2 separate regions of the Mus musculus genome follow, and region 2 is linked to region 1. The links are chromatin contacts, called in public HiChIP or PLAC-seq maps. All regions are on one chromosome and are shown on one strand. Each heading gives the region's core, a stretch centred on a gene start, on an enhancer-like site or on the middle of the called end of the contact. The rest is flanking DNA. Distances are from core to core; before and after follow the strand shown. Region 1 has its middle 37 kb from the start of Pawr. Region 2 overlaps Gm36601 (a long non-coding RNA gene).

Region 1 (4,469 bases), core at 510-3,009:
AAAGTAAAACAAGAAATCCCAAGCTCGCCGGGGAAGTGGTGGCGCGCACCTTTAGTCCCAGCACTCGGGAGGCAGAAGCAGGCGGATTTCTGAGTTCGAGGCCATCCTGGTCTACAGAGTGAGTTCCAGGACAGCCAGGGCTACACAGAGAAATCCTGTATTGAAAAACCAAAAGAAAGAAAAAAGAAAAAAGAAATCCCAAGCTCTGCTCTTGCACAGTTTACTGTCTTCACTTCCTATGCAAGACATTCTGCCTCTGCTGCTTCCAAACGCATTTGCTGGGCATCTTTCTTGGTGAGCGCTAACATCCCTGCCCAGGTGTGTCCAGGCTTTTTTTTTTTTTTTTTTTTTTTTCAAGATTTATTTATTATTATATGTAAGTACACTGTAGCTGTCTTCAGACACACCAGAAGAGGGAGTCAGATCTTGTTACGGATGGTTTTAAGCCACCATGTGGTTGCTGGGATTTGAACTCCGGACCTTCGGAAGAGCAGTCGGGTGCTCTTACCCACTGAGCCATCTCACCAGCCCCCAGGCTTTCTTTTTATCACCCAAAATGTTTCCTTCCTACGCGGCCTTCATGATCACGAGGGAGTGCAGTACTTTGTACACGTTCTTGAAATAGGTTCTTTTCCTGGCACTTTCTATTTTTTACTGTCCCCAAATCATCTTCAAGATAAAGCCTGAATTCTTCAGGTTTGTTATCAAGGACCTCTTTGTAAACTGGTTACCAAACCTTCTCGCTCGCTCTCCCCTTGTTTTAAGAGTCTACCTCATTAGACGGCCGCAGCTACCAGTTTGCAAGTCCCAACCGGCCTTTTCCCTTGTGCTTCACTGCGTCCTGTCTGCTCCCTGAGGACACGCAGGCCCTGTCAGGCCACATTCCTGATCATTCCTCTCCTTTTTAAGATGAGATTGACAGTCTCCGTGTGTAACTGGTGATCTTTTCCCCAGAGCTACATAATTTTTTTTTAAAGATTTATTTATTTATTATATGTAAGTACACTGTAGCTGTCTTCAGACACACCAGAAGAGGGCGTCAGATCTTGTTACAGATGGTTGTGAGCCACCATGTGGTTGCTGGGATTTGAACTCCTGACCTTTGGGAGAGCAGTCGGGTGCTCTTACCCACTGAGCCATCTCACCAGCCCCTACATAATTTTTTTAAACGACCTCAAATGCCCATATTGCGTCTTGCCACCTCATTTATAAGCACCTAGAAGACAGAATCTAGAGATCCAGCCCCGGAAGCTGCCTCGCTCTCTTTCCTTGCCTTCGCCCTTCGTTTCCTTGTTCCCTTTCCCTTTGTACATACCTGACTCACCTCTCGGGTATCTGTCTGAGCATTCCAACCTCTAATAAAGCCCATCTCTTCTCTCTTAACTGACCTGTGCTTCTCTCCCTGCTCAACTCTGAGTTCTGTGAGCACACACCAGTCCTGGTGGTCATGGGTGCATTTTCCAGAAGCTGGCAAAACAGGTCGTTGCTGGATATTTGTTAATTTAATGAGTATCTCTTGGTTTCCTGGGTTTTTCTCTCAGGTTAAGTGTTTTAATACATCCCTGTTAGTGAAGGAAAGACACTGAGCAATGAGGGCAGGTTACACAGACTTGGCCTCCGTGTTCACAGTCCTCCCCTGGCCCCTTGCCTCTTTCTTTCTTTTCCTCATACTTAATTGAAACCTTCTGTGGTGGTTTGAATGCAAATGGCCCCCTAGGTTCATAGGGATTGGCACTATTAGGAGGTGTGGCCTGGTCGGAATGGGTGTGGCCTGGTCAGAGTAGGTGTGGCTTTGTTGGAGAAGGGGTACATCTCAGGGGATGGGGTTTGAGGTCTCAGACGCTCAGTGGCTCCCTTTCTCTTTCTGCTGCTTGCAAATCCAAGTGGAGACCGCTCAGCTCCTCTCGAGCACCATGTCTGCCTGCATGCTGCCGTGTTCCCCACCATGACGATAATAGATAAAAGCTCTTAACTGTAAGCCAGCCCCAATTTTTTTCCTTTATAAGAGGTGCCTTGGCCATGGTGTCTCTTCACAGCAATAGAAACCCAAACTTTCTATGTGTAGACACCACTCCTGACATGAGGAAGCCACTACTTTTGGTAGCTAAACTCACAGGCTAGACAAAGGGTTCTAATGCTAACAAAGATGTGGATGCCATATTGGCCGTGGTGATATGAAAAGAAAATCAAGAGACTAGAGCTGTAGCTCACTTCGTGACATGCTTGCCTAACATAGTCAAGACCTTGGGATCCATCCCAAGCACTTCGTAAAACTGGGTGCGGTGATAGAGCCTGTAATCCTAGCTTTTGGGAGACAGAGGCAAGAGTCTTTTAGTGGGTGGTCCCCTTTAAGACCAGAGAGGTTGTCTGCTAATGAGACAGTGTGAAAGAAACACAAGACAGGGTTTCTCTGTGTAGCCCTGGCTGTCCTGGAACTCACTCTGTAGACCAGGCTGGCCTTGAACTCAGAAATCTGCCTGCCTCTGCCTTCCAAGTGCTGGGATTAAAGGTGTGTGCCACCACCGCCCAGCGAAAGAAACAAAGTCTTGCAGTAGAAGCTTTTTTGAGCAGTGAGCAAATTGGTCAAAGAGGAAAACTTAAAGAGGGCCAAGTGCTGAGATTAGTCATCATCCCAAACAAGACATCTGTGTGTCCCCCCTTCCGAGGTCCGGAGAACATGGTAGAATAGACTATGGAACCAAATGATGGAAGTGAGCATGTTGGGGTATTTCATTCTGAATGTAACAGTTTGTTACAGCAAACATGAACACACAACTATGACAGCGTGCACGGGGCTTGGAGGGAAGGGGGTGGGAGGAAGGGATCCTGAGGGAAGGACACTGTTGTAAGTGGAGAGCTAACAGGGCAGAATAGGTGGGCGAGCATGAGAGAGATGAGTCGTGAGGGAGGTGAACGCGGTCACAGCCTGTTGTATGCAAGTATCATGGTGTTAAAAATAAAAATACATTTAAAAAAACAAAACAAAACAAAAAAACCCTCTACATTTTTGCAGCCTCAGAAATCCCTTGCACACTCCAGTGGTTGTAACTGGGGTTTAGCTCTCAGCACATCCAGATCTGGGGACTGCAGCAACCTTTGGAAGTTCTGGGCTCGTACTGTTTGTCCCCTGAGCCGGGGACAGAGAGGGGTGTAAGAACACAGTCACCGTGCTGCACATGAGGAACACGGCACCCTTCCGAGTGTTTCTCCTGACTCATCCATCGACTGCCGTGACCGTATCAGAAACAGGCAACCCCAAATTTCCTTAGTCGGTGTTCTGTTGTTGTGAAGTGACACCACTCAGACCAAGTGCTGGAGAGGTAGCCAAGATCTCTACATCGGAATAGGCAGGCAGCAGGAAGAGAGAGCACTGGAACTAACTTGAGCTTTTGAAACCATTAAGCCCACCCCTAGTGACGCACTTCCTCCAAGACGGCCACGTCCACTCCAACAAGACCACACCTCCTAATGCCATGCCCTAAGCATTCGAATATATGAGCTTCTGGGGGTTGGGGGAGCAGGGCATTCCTATTCCAACCACCACAACACCCATTACTGATTGAATACGTAAGAGAAATGTTAGATATGTATCAACAGTCATATAATCCCACAGAAAGCACACAAAAAGTGCCCAAAATGATGGGCTTAATTTTTTTTTTTAAAGAATTTCGGGGTGGGGAGTGGGGAGGGGAACCACAAAAATCTGTTAATGACTTAGTTTAATGAGGGAAATAAATTTTAAATGGCAGCACTATGCATTTAATAGGCATACATAGGTATTAGTTGTGTCTAAAGCTAGTACTTCACATTTTAAATGTTTTTTTAAAGAAATTAGGTTATACTTTACTTTGTATATTGTGATGTTTTTAAAAACACCTGCACTTACCGCTTACCACTAGACCAGCTTTTTTTTTATTGTTATTATTATTATTATTATTTTTTTTGTTTTGTTTTGTTTTTTTTTTGGTTTTTTGAGACAGGGTTTCTCTGTGTAGTCCTGGCTGTACTGGAACTCACTCTGTAGACCAGGCTGGCCTCGAACTCAGAAATCCCCCTGCCTCTGCCTCCCAAGTGCTGGGATTAAAGGCGTGCGCCGCCACCACCGGGCCGCTTTTTATTTTTATTGAGTTCATCAGCACGTGTTGAAATGGTCATCCATCAGCAAGAAATGTCGACATAAGATTATAATATTATATACTAAGAGTATAATAGTATAATATTATATTATGACTTATATCTAAGCATATGACATATAAGTCTACACCAGTGGCTCTCTGTAGCCCTTTAATACAGTTCCTCATGTATGATGACCCCCAACCACAAATTTATTTTGTTGCTACTTTATAGCTGTAATTTTTGCTATTGTTATGACTCATACTGCAAATATTTAATATGCAGGGTATCTGATAAGTGACCCCTGTGAAAAGGTCAGTTGACCCCAATGGGGTCAGGACCCACAGGTTGAGAAT
Region 2 (4,469 bases), core at 1,049-3,548, 200 kb after region 1:
GACTAACACCTATGTGCAGACTCCATCCTCCAATAAGGAGTACAGATTTTCTCTTAGTTATTTTGAGAAAGAGTAAACAATACTGTTGACTATAGCCCCCACCCCGTGTGCAATTGTTCTAGTTGGGTTTCTTTCGCTATGATGAAGATGAAAAGGAACTTGGTGAGGAAAGGGTGTACTCCACACCACCAACCCCAGGTCCCAATCCATCACCAAGGGACATCAGGTAGGAGCTCAAGGAGGAACAGAGGCCCAAACCAGGGAGGACCACTACTTACTGGCATGCTCCCCTGGCTTGTCAGTGAATTTTCTTATAAAGCCCAGGGTCACCTGACAAGGATGGCACTGCCCATAAGGGGATGGGCCCTCCAAAATCAATTATAAATTAATTAAATGCCCTAGGGACATGGCCACAGGTCATCTGTAGGAAGCACTTTCTCAGTTGAGGTTCAGTCTTCCCAGGTGTAGAAAGTTGACACCTGAAGCTAACTATTACAGCAAATAGACCTCATATTACCTCATATGTACCTAAAGCTTTATGTATGAAGGCATTTCAGGGTGTGATTAACACTTAGATCAGGGCATTCCAAGGAAAGCAGGTCACCTTCCATGACCTGGGTAGGTCACCTTCCATGACCTGGGTAGGTCACCTTCCAAGACTTGGGTAGGTCACCTTCCATGACTTGGGTAGGTCACCTTCCATGACCTGGGTAGGTCACCTTCCATGACCTGGGTAGGTCACCTTCCAAGACTTGGGTAGGTCACCTTCCATGACTTGGGTAGGTCACCTTCCATGACCTGGGTAGGTCACCTTCCATGACCTGGGTATGTCACCTTCCATGACCTGGGTAGGTCTCAACATGCAGTGAATGTACTAACCAGAAGTCTGACCTCCCCAGAGCAAGAAAGAATTCGGCTAGCAGATGGCCTTGGACATAACTTGCAGGTCTTTTTAAAGTCTCTAGCCTACCTACTGGCCTCTTCATATCCTGAGCACTTCGAGTTTTTATTTACTATTATACTTGAGCATCTGTTCTCGACCATATTTCCAGTGCTCTCAGGAACTGAGACACCACTCTGTTGCAAAATTACAGTTAAGAAGTGGCAATGAAAATATTGTTATGGTTGGCGGTCATCACATCATGAGGAACTGTATTAAAGGGTCACAGCATTAGGAAGGTTGAGAACCACTGACCTACAGGTAGTGTATATGTGGGGACACACACACACACACACACATCTCACCTCACCTCACCTCACCTCACCTCACCTCACCTCACCTCACCTCACCTCACCACACCATACCTGCTGGTTCTGTTCCTGTGAAGAACCCTGCTTAGTGCAAGGTATGTCTGAAAAATATCCCACCCCCATTCCCTGAGTCTGGAGTCTCGTGGAGCGGGCATAATCTGGATAGGACAGATCCAGACTGGGAAGGGTAAACATGGCTGCAGGAAGGTGCCGTCTATCCAGAGTGAGAAGAAAGGAACACAAATCTGACTCTGACGACTTGGAAAGGGAGTCTCTTGTGTTCCAGTGCCAGTCTTAGGAGGCTGTTTCAACAGAGGATAAAGAGTTTTGAATTCTGTCCCAGGCTCTGTTTTAGTTTGCCAGAACAGATACCACAACACAAGGGGCCTGAACAACAGAAATGTGTGCTGCTGATAGTTCTGGAGGCCCGAAGCCCAGGATCAATGCTTTCCCCTGTAGCCTCTGCTCCCGCATCTGGTTTCTTTGGCTGCCTGGTCTCAGGGTCATCCTCTGTGCGTGTGTATCTTTGGTGTGGTTTTGCATGTTCAGGATTATCCCTTCTTAAAAAGATGCCAGGCAGAGGGATCAGGGCCCACCCTCAGGGCCTCACCTGAACTCACTCACCTCTGCGAAGGCTCCAAATATAGTCACTCTCTAAGGCACCGAGACTTCAGTATATGGATGGTGTATGTGTGTGTGTGTGTGTGTGTGTGTTATGCAATTCAATGTGTAACCAGCTCCAAAGGCTGATACAAGTATTTTCAAGACTCGCCAGCAGAGAGTAAATGAATAGAGATGGCAGACTGCTACCCAAAGAGAACCTGACAAATACGAGTCTTTTCAGGGCACGAATGCAGGTCTAGTTGAGGCCACAGTCCAAGTGTTAATGCAGACGGAAGGGAAGGGAGGCCCAAATGGCCTCCTCCTTGCCCTAATTCCCTGCCTGGCCACTGTTTATCGTCGGTGATCTCTGGAAGTGGAGGCAGAACAAAGGTTAATGAGTCACTCCAGCCATAGATCTCTGCCTAACGTCAAGAGCCCAGGCTCCATTTCTGTCTGGGAAAAGCCCAGGAGCAAATATTTTTCAGGAGATGAAAGAGAAGGAAGCAACTGTGTCTGAGAGAGACAGGAAACGGGGACTGTCTTCCAGTTTGTTTTATGAAACACACACACACACACACACACACACACACACACACACACACACACACACACACATACATTTGCTGCATACTTGCTGGTCCTTCTCTCCAAAGTAAACTGATCTGTATCTTGGTCAAGGACAATGGGGCGGCCATTTTCCAGATACTGTCACTCTGAAGAATATGACTGTCTGCCTAAGAGGGCCAGGGACCTTCATGGGTAGAGCAGGGCATTATTGAATTGATCTGGAGGCTGGAGGTTGACGTCTTACGGAGTGACAATACAACACGTTTGTAAATAACTATCTCTATCATCCCTCAGATTGCCTGAGTGCCATCAATTGTTGTATTGATCCCTTCCTATCTTCCTTACGGACCTGTAGGACTTTTGTCAGGAAACCTCAGGTGGTGAGAAGGTGGTAAAGAAAGGGTGGACAGGAGGCAGCACATGGCTGACTCAGAGAGCTGTGAGGTAGGAAAGAAGTGGGTGGGGTAGGGGGAGAGGTGGGGAGAGGGGGAGGGAGGAGGGAGGGAGGGAGAAAGAGGAAGGGGAGGAAAAAGTGAGGGAGAGAGAGGGAAAGGGAAAGAGCATAGTGGGAGAGAGAGAGAGAGAGAGAGAGAGAGAGAGGAAGAGAGAAGGGGAGAGAGCAGGGGAAGGAGGAAAGAGATGAGAAAGGGAGAGAGGGGCTTGATAGGGGTCAGGTCCAAAAGAAATATCATGTGGTGACTATTAGCATGCTAAAGTGTGTGCTGGCCTCCAGACTCTTATAGCACACAAATGACTTAGCCTCAGCTCTTCTTTCTTCCTGTACTCTCTACCCTAAACTTCTCTAGATTATGGGCTTCCCGAATGCCCCTCAGCTTCTCATTCCTATATAACCCCAACATTTCCACTATTACCACTCTCTGCTCTGGACTCTTCCAGATGCCTCTGGTTGTATTCCTCTCATATCTGCAATAAAAATCTTCCTGTGAACCACACGTTGAGGTGGTCTTGTTCTCACTGTACACACTAGGAACAGCCTTCAGTCTTGTTAAAGGACTTGAATATGAAATGGCCTTGTGGCTCATGCCTGTAAGGCCAGCACTTTGGCTTTGGAGGCATGGTCATCATTAGCTACATAGCCAGTTCCTTGTCTCAAGCACATGATTAAAAACAAATCAGGGGGAATTCAAATATTGATCTGTAATGAATAAGAATCAGACATAAGTTGCAGGATGTTTGATTACATTGTGAACCCCAGGGTGATAAAGTGGAAAACCCTTTTCTTGTTGTGGTGCGGCTCAACCCTAGCACACACCTTTAACCCAAGAACTTTCTGTAAATAGGATTAAATAAAGTCTCCCATAAGTCAAGAGGCAGAACAAGCAACCAGTTGACAGGAAACGAACACAAGAAAGCCAAGGAAAGAGAAAGGTTGGTCTTAGTTGAAGGATATTTAAAACAGGTGGAGAAGTAGAAGGGACCTTTTCCTTCTGGGATATTAGTGGAGAAGGAAGGTCAGATGGGTGCTTTCTCTGCCTCTTTGAGCTAGCAGACTTTTACCACAGCATCTGGCTCCTGAATCTTCATTTGGTAAATTGAACGTTTGGGATTTTGTTTTAAAAACAAGTATTCCAATGACTTTTATAGTTCTTTACATTTGCTTTTTGGAGACAGCCTTACTATTTTGGTGTTGGCTCTAAGAATGTGCTATGTAGGCAAGGCTTGCTGCAAATCTATGTCAATTCTCTTTGTCTCCCTAGAATCTAGATTACAGGTGTGTACCACCATACCTATCAGAGGCAGGCAGATTTCCATGAGTTCAAGACCAGTCTGGTCTACATAGTGACTTTTTTCAGGACAGCCAGAGCTACAGAATGAGACCCTGTCTCTAAATAAATAAATAAATAAATAAAAAATAGAAAGAAAGAGAGAGAGAGAGAGAGAGAGAGAGAGAGAGAGAGAGAGAGAGAGAGAGAGCACACTCACTCTGTAGACCAGGCTGGCCTCGAACTCAGAAATCTGCCTGCCTCTGCCTCCCAAGTGCTGGGATTAAAGGTGTGTGCCACCACTGCCCGGTGAGAGTTCTACAT

Evidence for each region. HiChIP or PLAC-seq counts read pairs in DNA pulled down with a chosen protein or histone mark.
Region 2: a contact with region 1 is called in an H3K27ac HiChIP or PLAC-seq map of trophoblast stem cells, with 9 read pairs. The contact joins two enhancer-like sites. A contact is called at or near these places in 5 of 115 datasets of contacts at active chromatin or transcription factors (embryonic stem cells, pancreatic cancer cells, stem cell-derived neural progenitor cells and 1 more) and 1 of 9 other capture datasets (embryonic stem cells).

The regions. Positions count from the first base shown.
Region 1 is chr10:108,293,207-108,297,675 of GRCm38.p6, forward strand. No RefSeq gene overlaps it. Among named protein-coding and RNA genes, the nearest start is that of Pawr, 37 kb to the right of the region's middle. Within about 2 kb of position 1,760, at least 23 of the 459 cell types and tissues checked have an H3K27ac peak or open chromatin away from gene starts, as enhancers often do. A contact at or near this core is called in trophoblast stem cells, where this site is marked.
Region 2 is chr10:108,488,198-108,492,666 of GRCm38.p6, forward strand. All of the region lies in intron 1 of Gm36601 (a long non-coding RNA gene), which reads left to right. Among named protein-coding and RNA genes, the nearest start is that of Gm36601, 35 kb to the left of the region's middle. Within about 2 kb of position 2,299, at least 9 of the 459 cell types and tissues checked have an H3K27ac peak or open chromatin away from gene starts, as enhancers often do. A contact at or near this core is called in trophoblast stem cells, where this site is marked.